Regions from separate parts of the Anser cygnoides genome. Here region 1 is linked to region 2. A link is a contact called in public Hi-C data. All regions are on one chromosome and are shown on one strand. The core of a region is the stretch at or near the end of the contact, and the rest is flanking DNA. Distances in the headings are between cores, read along the strand shown.

The links. A called contact is a pair of places that touch in the nucleus more often than the background predicts.
Region 1: a contact with region 2 is called in a Hi-C map of granulosa cells, with 3 times the contacts expected there. The contact joins the promoter of DAW1 here to the promoter of DNER in region 2. A contact is called at or near these places in 2 of 7 Hi-C or Micro-C datasets (granulosa cells and liver).

Annotation. Positions count from the first base shown.
Region 1 is chr9:3,638,010-3,643,909 of Taihu_goose_T2T_genome, reverse strand. DAW1 (dynein assembly factor with WD repeats 1) reads left to right here and starts at 2,240. Exons shown (of 14, transcript XM_048063194.2): 1 at 2,240-2,365; 2 at 3,541-3,613; 3 at 4,615-4,759. The coding sequence starts at 2,260.
Region 2 is chr9:3,086,130-3,092,360 of Taihu_goose_T2T_genome, reverse strand. It overlaps DNER (delta/notch like EGF repeat containing), which reads right to left and starts at 1,367. Exons shown (of 13, transcript XM_048063044.2): 1 at 1,019-1,367. The coding sequence starts at 1,261. It overlaps LOC106036155 (a long non-coding RNA gene), which reads left to right and starts at 1,502. Exons shown (of 3, transcript XR_010833487.1): 1 at 1,502-3,199; 2 at 4,080-4,180; 3 at 4,813-5,462.

The DNA.
Region 1 (5,900 bases), core at 991-3,490, 550 kb before region 2:
AGACCTCAGGAAACAATTTTACCCCAGCAGTTGAAAAAAATTCTTTCTAAAATTATGCACTAGTTGCCTGTTTTCATGAACTCTAAAAAGAGTAGCATTTCTGCTTAATAGTGCAGGGTTAGTGGTATGGACTTCCGCTCAGGCGCCCTACTTTTGTGCATCATCAGAGTCCTTGCTTGCCTAGCCCTTAAGCAATTAGCTGTGTTGAAGACCTTCCTCTCTCTACAGTTGTTACCTATGCTGCCTAAAGTCTCCATAGATAATCCTACCTGTGCCAGAGCTGTAGTTCTGTTTTGTCACATACCGTTAGTTACTATCTATTTATTTTGCATGCAGGCCTGTCCTCAGTGGCACTTTGGGAAAAACTTCATCTCAGAATAGTATAGCTCTTTGCCACCCGCTTGGGTAGTCAGCATTTTTTTTTCTATTTTTTATATAGGAATAAACAATGCCATAAAGCCAGTGCCATTATGCCAACAAGGAAAGGGGATGAGAGTTGAGGCCTGATTTGACTGATAATGTCACCAGCATCATTACCTCTTACTCCTGATGATGACAAGCTGTGAGACGTGTGTTTGGATGGAGACTAACAGGGAGAAAGTAAGGCAAGAACATGCAAGGAGCTGTTGTCACAGAGCTCTGTGGCTGCTCCACTTCCCTCTTCCCTGTTCAGACTGGGCTGCATTTGTCCTTTCCATGCCTCATGAAACACAAACAAAACAAGCTTGTTGGTATATGATATACAAAACCTTGAAAAAAATTATTTCTCAAGAATACCACAATAATTGATTCAATGATGCAAATACCATCCTGAAGTACAGGACTGAACAGATGATTATTGTAGAAATTATATTAAAATAGCAGATACTCCTCATTTATGCTGTATAGAAGTATCGAGCCTTTAAATTTAACTAACAAGTCACACGTAACACTTCTAGTCGGTGTTAACTAATACTGAAGACACCAGAGAGGCTGCATGAATGTGTGTTTGCAAAGAACTGAGAGGAAGGAGTTAATGTAGAAAGCAGCACCCATGGCATGTTCATTGTTAGCATCATTTAAGCTAAAAGAACAGAAAAATATTTATGCCTGGAAAGAATAATTGGGGTGGTTACATATTATGCTAAACAAATACAAAAAACTGTTAAGACACTAGAGGACGCCAAGACTAGGGGTTGTTCAAAAAGTTGTTTTTGAACAGGGTCATTCCAAATAAGTCAGTTCTGTTGTAAAGCTGTTTAGATTGTTTTCAATGAAAATATTTCCTATCTGCCTCAAGATAACCAACCTTCCACATACGAATGAGACAAAAGATCAAACCAAACCCCAATCATGTCTCACAGACAACCTGGAATTGGCCATTGTATTTTACTTCCTAGCTGTGCAGAACCAAAGGTCTGTCTTCAAAGTGAAGCTGTAGGGAGCCCTGTGAGTGTTTCACAAAAGTCACGTACTGTTAAACAGTGACCTGAACCTTGTTCTAGTGACCCCTTGCCAATGATACGGGCTATGAGGAGACTGATGAGATGAAAGCATGACTGCTTCCCCCTATCGATGATCTACAGCCATTTCTGCATAAAGATTGACTCTTTAGTACATTGTCTTTTAATGGTTCCATGTTGGTTCTCTCTTTTCACATTTTTACTTTAGTCATCAACTCTTTGATTTTTCAAACAGCCGTCATGTATTTGTCCTGCTGTTACTCCTGCCTCTTTAACTGCCCGCATTTTGCCATTTGTAGCACACTCCAGCTCAGGCTTTCAGGCTGACACCTTGATCTCCGCAGCACACACGTGAAGCTGGGCCATGCGGTGCGTGCAGCCCTTCCGGCTGCTGGTGCTCAGGGTGGGCGCGATGAGCCGACTGCAAGAACAGCAGAAAAGCGTTCAAATACCGAGCCCACGCACAACACAAAGTTACAGGTAGAATTAATAGGGATAGGTACAAATCAGTCCACCTGGGAGAAAGCAAGCCTAACTTTGTATATTGATGAGCTTTCAGCTGACTATTGCTACTCCGGTGATATCTTGCCGTTACAGCAGATAGTTCTGCTGAAATAGAGGTTGAAAGCCCGGATGATAGAGAACCGAGGAAGGAAGAAATCGGCGCTCTGCTGCCCGCCTGTTGCAGGCAGTGCACAGCCCCGCTGTGAGGGACCCCGGGCAGGACACCACCACCACCACCACCACCACCACCATTTGCCTGCCCCGGAGGCGGCTGGGGCCGGGAGATGGCGGCCGCCCCGGCGCGTGGCGGCGCATGCGCGCGGGCTCTGTTTGGCCGTTGCCGTGGCAGCGGGCCGGGGCTCGGGGCTGGCGGCGCACGATGGCGCTGAGGCGGCTGCTGCTGCGCTACTACCCGCCGGGTGCGGGTCTCCGGCAGGGGGACGGGCCGGGCCGGGCCGGGCCTGGCCGCGTGGGGAGGTGTGGGTGGGTGTGTGGGGAGCTGTCGGTAACCACGGGCTTCCTCGCGTGTGCTCCTTGCTCGTGTGGCGCGCAGTGGGGTCGTGCGTGCAGCTGCGTGGCGTGATGCGGCTTGGGGTGCTGTGGGGTGGCAGGGCAGCTGCTGCAGGGCTCCTGTCCGCCAGCGGTGTGCTGCGGAGGTGGTACTGGTGATGGCACCTTGTGTAGGCGAGGCAGGTTTATTTACATCACCTTGTTCTGCTGAGCCACGGGGCGTTTAAAAGTTCAAAAGTCATGGCAATTAGCACCAAAAAGTGTACGTGTGATATAAAGGTCTGTTTAGTGAAAAGTTTCTTTGTTGCTTATTTTTCGTTTGGTTGTTGTGTGGCTTCTCTGAGCAGAGCCATGCTTTGATAAGGTATGCCAGCGAGCTGCCTTCATCGTTACCTCCTTCAGGAGAGTGACTGGCTTCAAGAAGCGAAACAAGGCGGAGAGGGCAAGCCCAGGGAGTGTGATGTGATAACAGATCTTTCTGCCAAATTAAACGTTTTCCTTACATACAATGACGTGAAAATTAATCCAATTTATCCTTTCCCACAGAAAAGCAAGGACTGGCAGAATACTAAGCAATGAGGTTAAACATTTTAATACGTTAGCTCAAAGTACATCTTGTGGAGGTGACAGAGCACACTTGGAAATGGGAAGTGTGCTCTGGTTTTCTGTGTGTTATTGCACATAGGCCTTTGCAAACACTGAAATTAATGTAACAGTTCTTGTAAAACATTTTCTGGGCTTCTTGGAAATACAAACTGCAGCAAGTATCTTCAGTACAGTTTATTTGAAAACAGCTGATGAAATATTGTGAAAAGCGGTTGGGGAAAAGCAAACACCAACAACTTGTTATTTTCCAGAATTGAAAATGGATCATAACTACTTTAAGTAATAATATTTAGTATTTCTTATCATATAAACACACCAGAGTTGTTCTGCTAACTGGGAATGCCGAACCTCCTTCTTGTCTCAGTAACTGGAAGTAGGTCTGCTAAGTCAGTAGGGCAACACAAGCAGAAGCATTAACAGTATGCATTATAAAATCCCTAACATCTAATTAAAACCTGTTTATCGTATATTTTTAAAGGAATTATTCTGGAATATGTACAAGGTGGTGAGCCGAAGACCAGATCTATAGATCTACTTGATCTTAGCCCTGAGTAAGTATTTATTTCAGGCAACAACAGTATCTGCTGTTTTATAGCATGTTTATATACAACTCTGTTTGCTTATTTTAAACATAATTGACGTGAATGATGTTTCTTTCACTAAAATGCACACTGAAACATCCAAATATAAAAACTATTTATTTTTGTCTACCTGAAACTGTCCAGCTCAGTATTCTTGGCATAACAAGTCACTTTGTGAAAGACAAAAGTTGTCTTGCGTTACTTAACAGGAGTATAATCACTGAGAGGATACTAATTTATGGGTATATTAGTGGCTCCTGTTTAGAGGACTGAAATAGAAAATCCCTTTTAGACTGCGATGATTTCAATGCTAGCAGGAAGGCTAGGTTTTCTCAGTAGGACCAGTTATAAGTGTGTGTTTGCACTTTCACTGCTGCATATTGTCAATCCTCAGTTTATCTCATGGATGGGTAGGATTCAGCAGTTTATCTGATTGTAGAAAAAGAAGATCTGACTCTACAGATTAGCTGTGAACTACTTCCTGGGGTCTCCATGAGTACCAACGAACTGTGGACCATGTTCTAGTAATTGTTACCATAATTATGAGTTACAGGAACATACATATATCTGTGAAGACACACACAGAGATCATTTTAATGCTTTCCACATCTAATTTTTGTTGTTGCTACTTCATGGGCAATTCACGAAACTCCACTGTAATTTAAATATTTATTCCAAAACCAAGTTTGGATACACATCTCCCATGTCTGACCTTCTGTGGAAACCCATTGAGAAGATAAAGCTCTTGCTAAGCTAAAATTCTAAGAAGTTAAATCTGACTGAACTGCCTTACTAAAGAGGGAAAGAAGAAACCAAGAAAGATTTATTCATATTTCTTTTAAGCCATTACAGGATGAGATAAATATCATTTAATTTCTTGCTTTCATTTCTCTGCAAGTAAATAATATGCTTGCATTTATAATCATAACTATTGCCAGAGGATGAAATCTGCTTTTTTTCCTCATAACTAGCACAGATGTCATAGCCTTAGTAGAAGAAATTCGAAAAGGAGAACCTCTCATCACAACTTCATGCAAGGACTATGTCATAAATTTAGTACGAAGATTGCAGGAGAAGCTAGGGGAACCAGAAGACCACAAGTTCTATCTTTTTAAGGTCAGAGTCATCTTTAAAATAATATTGGAGATTTGGGGGTTTCATTGGAATGTTGTGATTATGTTTTTAGAGGTGTGTATTGTACCTGAGAGCAACATTTGGACTTTATTACTAATTTCTTGTGTCTTTTTGATCACCTCTCCACTGTTACAGAGACTGAATATGGCCTGGTTGTGCCTGTCAGGAATTCCCCCAAAAGGCCAGAGGTATAACTGTTCCTAAACTCTATTTACACAGGCTTATGTACAAGGGTGTGTTTTGGATGGAGACAAATAACTACCTTATTATTCAAGTAACTCTGTGGACAAGCAACACCCATAGTTAAGTTTAAACAAAAACTACAAATAGAACCTAAATAATTAGCTGCTGGGAAAGGCCCTGAATATTTTTATACCCTTGTCTTCTTGTTCTTCGTTTTGTGGAACTTAAGTTTGATTTAGATATTTGGGTACATACAGTAATACTAGTCGTCATTACTTTCTGCCAGCCAAGACATGAGCCAATGAACTGGATAAAGAGCAGTTTTCAAGGTTAGGGTTCATATAAGCCTTCCATAGTGAATCTTGTCAATAGGACTGGAATAATAAATGGAATAATGATAATAAAAAGATACTTCATTCTTTTTTCCTTGGAAAGCTGATGAAAAATGTAGTGTATGGGCATGTACCCACACTTTTTTTCTTTGAGTAAGGGAGTCATAGTTTCTTTGTTTATACTGTTTTGGTCTAAATTAATTTGTCTTCTTTTAAGTTGTAAATATTAATATGTAAATATTCATACCAATACGCGAATATTAATAGTTTGGTCTTGAGTTTACAGACAACACTCTGTAAATGTATTTTAAATAATGCAGCTTTTTAAGAGCAACGACTAGAGAGACCTTTTGGGACTTCAAATCCAGGATTCAGTCTATCAGAAGACAACAGACTTAACTGTATTTATTTAGGCAAAGAAAAACGAAATTGCTTCCAGAGATGGCATGTTGCAATCTGAAATAACTAAGTGTTCTGTCTTCATTGTGTCAGCAGATGGCGTTGTGTAGCTGTTAAAAATTGCTGGTCAGTACTACGGTATTGATCATTGTCCTCAGCATAGAGAGAGAAGGGAGAAGTTTTTTGTTGGTTGGTTTGGTTAAAAACAG
Region 2 (6,231 bases), core at 118-2,617:
AGCAGATGCAAACATTCAGCGCTCTCTCCCTCTCTTTGTAGCAATAGAAACGTAGTAAACTCTTAAGAGGCCAACAGCTAAAATTAGCCAGAGAGAATTCTATTCAATCCTCTTTAATCTCTCTGACTTTGCAGAATCTCATTAGCGTTAATATTTTCACTTTCCCTGTTACACTGACTCATCAGAGATGCTTCAAGGCCGGTACAGAGCTCGGAGCAAAGCACTCTTACTTTACAATGACTTCCAAATTCACCTACACCTTAAGTCTTCAGTAAACGTATTATCCCTTTCATCTGTTCAGCAGCATAGTTCGGGTACTATCCAACCAAGGAATAGTAAATAAATAAATAAATAAATAGTGAAACTGACTGCATTTACTTGAATTCATCTGCTTTTACATCAAATCCATGTAAAACAGAAGGCATTGTCCAAAAAAATGGAAGGCAACCCATACAGCCTTTCCTACGCTGCTGCCACAGAAAGTAACTGTATATATGCAGGAACCAAACCTCTTTGTCCCTGCACCTGCTTTTCCTCATCTGAAGATACAGAAGATTAACTTGTGGATTTCTGAGCACTATAACGGGGATTTTTCATCCTTAATGACAGAGGCAAATAAAAAGAAGTCTTCACATAACAATGAGAATTAATTTCGATTACGTTAAACCCTAATATGACCAAGCAAGTCAGAAGGACACCGGCGATGGTGTCTCGGGTCTCCGCTCCCGGGCGCTTTGACCTTTGGCAATCCGGAGCGGGCCGTGCAACCCCTCAGCGCGGGGGCCAGGACCCCTACGGCACGGAGCGGGACCCCCGCGGCGGGGCGATGCCCGGGGGCCGCGATTCGCCGCCCGGCGCTCCGAGGGCGGTTCTCCCCCCGTAAAGGACGGCGAGCCCGGGGCGGCGGCTGCGCCGCGGCGGCCAGCTCGGTGGGCTTCCTCCGACCCCCGCCGCGTCCCGGGGGAGCTCGGGGGGACGCCGAGGGCGAGAGGCCGGGAGGGGGGCGCGCAGCCCTTACCTGACAGGAGGCGCCGGTGACCCCCGGGGGGCAGGAGCAGCGGTAGGCGGCCGGGGGCTGGGGGCGGCGGGGCACGGCGGGGCCGCGGGCCGGCCCCGGGTAGCAGGTGCCGTTGTTGCGGCAGGGCTGGCTGAGGCAGGGGTCCGCGCCGGGGGGCGCGGCGGTGGCCGGCCCCGAGAGGCAGGCGCGGCGCTGCGCCAGGGCCAGCAGGAGGAGCAGGAGCAGCGGGGCGGCTCGGGGCATGGCGGCTGGGTCGGGGTGCCGCTCTGCCTGGGAGAGAGAAGGAGGGGACGGATGGAAGGATGGATGGAGGGATGGAAGGAAGGAGGGAGGGAGGGAGGGACGAGAAAGCGGCCGCCAGGCAGCTCCCTACCCTCGTTCCCCGGGCAACCCGCGGGCGGGGACTGGGCGGGGAGGAGCCGGCCGCGCTCCGCCGGCCCGGCAGGGGGCAGCCGCCGGCCCCCCGCGTGAGGCGGCCTGAGGGGCAAGGGACGTGGGGTCAAGGGGACGGGGGGCACCGTCCCGCTCCTCCCGGGCGGGGTTGGCGCCCGCCTTCAGGAGGCCCTGAAAAGCAGCCCCTGAGGCCTGGGAGTGCTGCTCTGCTCCCGCCTGTGAGGAACTGGGGCTGAAAGTATATCAAGAACAAAGGAGGCAAAGGGCATTAAAATTGTCCCTGTAATTGCTCGTAGCGGGGAGAAAAAAACTTGAGAAATTGCACTTTTGTGTTTATCTAAGTCCGTTTTTTTAAATCCGTTTCTGTCTCTCTTTCCCTGCCTCTGATCAGAGCCAAGATCAGTGATGTGTAAACCAGTGAACGGACTCTGGCCTTCCGTGCCGTCACTTCTACAAAAGCGAAGCATTTAAGCCTCTAGTAACTAATGAGTTTTCATATCTCTGTCAGCAGGTTGCAGGAGAAGGGGTAGCAGCAGTAGCTCTTGGTTTTTAGAAACCTTTCAACTTCTCGTACAAGTAAAGGCTGAAACCTGTGTCATGGCCAGAAACAACTGGCAACGCTGACTGAACTGAGAGTCCATCAGGGTGTGTAGCGGCCTGGAGGCAATACTGCAGCCACCCTTCTAAGCTGAAGTGAAGTGTCATTGCTGTTACCTGATGTGCTGTGTTCTGTTTCACTTCCCCTACCTTTCAGTCGTATGTTCTGTGCCACACTGGCTCCCTCTGCTGGCTCTGCTCTCACTCCGTCCCTAACACCTTTCACCAGCTCGTTCAGGTGGCTCTGGTTCAGCTCCTCTCAACCCCAGGTAACAGTGGGTCCTGATAGTGCCTATAGGCACTGTGGTAATACAAATTTTAAACATATATATACATACTCAAATTAAGTTGCTTCTTTATATTACAACTATCTTTTACTTTTTCTCTCAATATCAGAGCTCTTCACACAAAAACTGCTGTACTTTTATCAGACGAGTTCATTCTTTCTTTACTGATCATTGTCAAATGTCATATCTCTGCAAAAAACAGGAACTTGGAAGGAATTCTTCCACTTTGAACTATGATTTACTGTTCTTTAAGTATGATGGGTTTGGATTTTTTTGTTGCTGTTGTTGTTGTTGTTTGTTTTTTTGGGTGGTTGTTTTTTTTTTTTCCAAGCATTTTTTGCAACCATCGTGCACCATGAGAAAATAAAAAGTTCTTAATTTAAGTTTATATAATTTTGTAATATATAATTTTAATAATGTCATAGAAAACAATTCCAAAAGCAAGCCCATGTTAAGTTATAACCGTTTTTTTCTATTCCATTCACAAGATCTGTTGCCTTGTTCTACAAGAAAATTATTTGGCTTGACATGATTTATTCCTGATAAGTCCACAGAGGTTTCTACTTGTCTCTTTGTTATCTTCTAAATGCTCTGAAATAACCTGTACATATAGCCCGGAATTCTAGAGCATTTGATGTTAAAGCAGCTGGGCTGTAATTCTTCATTTCCTCCTTTTCAGTAAAAATGTTTGCTCTGTTCCAGTCTCCTAGGACTTCACCTTTCCACCGAGGTTTTCAAAGATAGTTGTTCATAAAGAGTTTCATCCAATTCTCTAAACATCTTCTATAGCAAATCATCAGGACAAGTTGAAAAGATGTTCTGCTCTCTAACCTGATCTTTCTTTTTGCTTGAGTTCTTCTCCTGATGGACCTTTGTTAAAGAACAGGATGCCTGAATAAGCTAGGTAGGGAGTGCCCCTATTTTTTTAATTGGTCTTTGTATCCCCAAAGGTTTTACTAATTCTGATGGAACTCTGACCTATGTCTGAGGCTTTTAAGTGGCCTTATACTTAATATAATTAAATAAGTGTTGGGAAGTGAGGTTTCAGGACTGACAGCTAGATAAGATATTGAATTCTGTTGACATAGGAGTATGGTATTTGCAGAAAAGAGAACAACTTTAAAATTAAGCTAGTCAACACATCCAACTGAGCAGGCCGTAACTATATCACGTGTTCCTTTTGTGTTTTACAGACTATATAAGCAGCGTTTGCATTATATATGCCATTTTCATAAGAAAATATTTAACTGTGCAACACTAAGTATTATGCCTATGTAATTAGCTAGTGATTTTCAAAAATGCTGTATTTTTATGCATTTTAATGTTCCAATATGCATAGTTTAAATAATTTTAGTCAGCTTTCTACAAATTACTAATTGAAATATTCAGTAAGGATTGCAAGCTGTCTACCTCATTTACACTTGCTAGAATATGAATTGTATTATGTCTAATATTTAAGACACACTAATAAGCTAAGCTACATTACAGCTTAACTACTTATTTTGATGTAGAAGTACTCACCCGCTAGTGACTTAAAGGAGATTTTGCCTTTTATTTTTTATCTGTTATGATTAAATATTTAGTGAGGAACAAAAATCTCTGATTTCCCAAGGGGAGTGTCCCCCATAACAACAATGATCTTTTTTTAATATTGATGAAATCTTTTAAAACCACCTAGCTTAGTTAAATTTTATTTTAATAGTATAGGACTTATTTAGAAGAGATAGTCACTGTGTTGAGACTTCTCTGAATCTGGACTGATTCTTTTCTGTTTCATGTTTTAGGTCAAGCTGCAATCCTTTCTTTATGATATTGGTTGTCAGAGCGCAGAACTGACATTTTCCTCATCTCTCCCTCAGCTTGTGCCTACCTTAAAGTATCTCAGGTGTTTCGCTTCCAATTAATCAAAAGGACTAGGTTTTTAATTTTGAGACACTTCAGAAGTGTCCCACTAATGGACACTAAGCCTCCCTAAACTGGAGACAAATTCCCCAAATTGCTCATCATGTTCCCGATCCCATATCCAATAGCTGCTAAAGCTAAAATCCTTTTGAAAATCATTGCCTCCGTCTCTGAAACTATTACTGCTTTTTTAATGTTGTGTTTCATAGGGCTTATAATGCTTTCATTCAAAATGTTTTCTACATGCCTTTAATTTTTCTTCCCAAGTACATGCCTTCTATTCAGGCACATTCTATTATTATAACTATTTGAATGACCCATGCCTCAGTCTATCGAAGTACTAAAATACCTGCTTAAGCATATAAGCAGCCCACAGAATCCAGTGAGCTTTCAAGTTGCATAACCAAGTGCTTCACATTGGAACTTATTTTGGCTGATGGTCGTGAGTTTGCATTGCGAGGGGAATTTTTGGTGACAATAGGAGATTAGATTAAGGCTCTGAACAGAGACAAAATTATAAAAAATATACTTTACCGCTATACGTGGATGAGAGGGAAATATTGGTTTATTTTTATACGCAACTGAACAATTGCTATTTTTCTTTTATCTTGACAGAGACTGGAAAACACCCAGCACCGTGACAATATGTATGGTTTTATCTGCTTTCCTCCCCATCCCTTATATTTCCATTTATTTTTCTGCACTGTATTATTAAGCTGCTTGAAACGTGCATGTTTTCTTTTTCGTTTGCTAACTTTGATGTTGGAAACCAGTGATGATTTGTTTACCACTGTCAGTAGTGAAAGTATCTACTGTTATTTAACATTTGCTGTTCAGGGGGATCTGTAATACAAAGAGAGACAGTAATGCAACTACTATCAAGAGAGATGCCAGCCCAGGTACAGAAACATTCTTCACTGTGGGAAGCATGAGGTCTTGGGCAATTGCCACATTCTAAGAGGGCATCCGTATGGCAGAAGTTAAGCTTTTAGACTGGGGAGCACAAAAACACTGTGCTATGGAAATCCCTGACACCTGTTTTTATCAGTGTCTGACAGTCAGCAGCTTGCCCCCTATATTCATCTGTTTGACTCACAGGAACTTTCATCATCCTGAGTATTGGTTTATGGATTTAGAGCAATGGACTGAAATTAATCCACACCTCTAAACAGCGTAGTTGTTTTACAAACAAAATGACTGTCAGCAATTTAAAGTCTTTCTCTGAAAGCCGCCAGAAAAATTAATGTCTCAATAGCTACCCTACCTTTCTCTAGTAAGCTGTATATGTAATTTGAAACTAGAGACTTGCACAGCAAAGCTGTGCTATATGCTCTTTTAATGGTTTTTAGTGTCACGTTGTGTGGTATTACAGCAAGTATTACTGTACTTCAAGAAATAAGAAATTAAAAGACATGATTGATCTGGACCCATATCTATGTAAATAAAGCTACAGTGGGTAAAATCATGCGTATTTATACCAGGCTTGAATCAACTTCCAAGGAGGTTGTTTGAAAAGTCTTTCAAATTAGTTTCAGCATTTGTTTTGTGCTGTTAACACAACTGTAGCTTAAGACATTTAAATCCTATAATATAGATATTATAAAATAATTGAGATAACGTATGGGTTTTGGCATTTACAAGTCTTCCCTTCTGTTCTTTAAGCCATGTCTTTGGCTCTGAAAAGATGACAATGTGACCACAATTTCAATAGATAAAAAATAATTTAAGACATCATTCATAGACTATTTTTTTTCAGTCAGAGAAACAAAGCAAATGGAAAGCAGAATCTTAATGTCAGAATGCTCTTATATCTTTTAGAATCTGCATAGATGTTTCAACAACTCAAATTAACAGCAGCTATTGACAGCTATCAGAATAAGTATTTGACCATGAGAATTTGAAGTACTAGATCTGAAGAGCTATTTTTATAGTCAGTAAATAAATGACTTATTTACATGAATTTCAAGGTGCATGTGTCAGAGGACATGATGTCTGTATTCTTATTGTGTGGAAAAACTTACACATCAGAAGCTG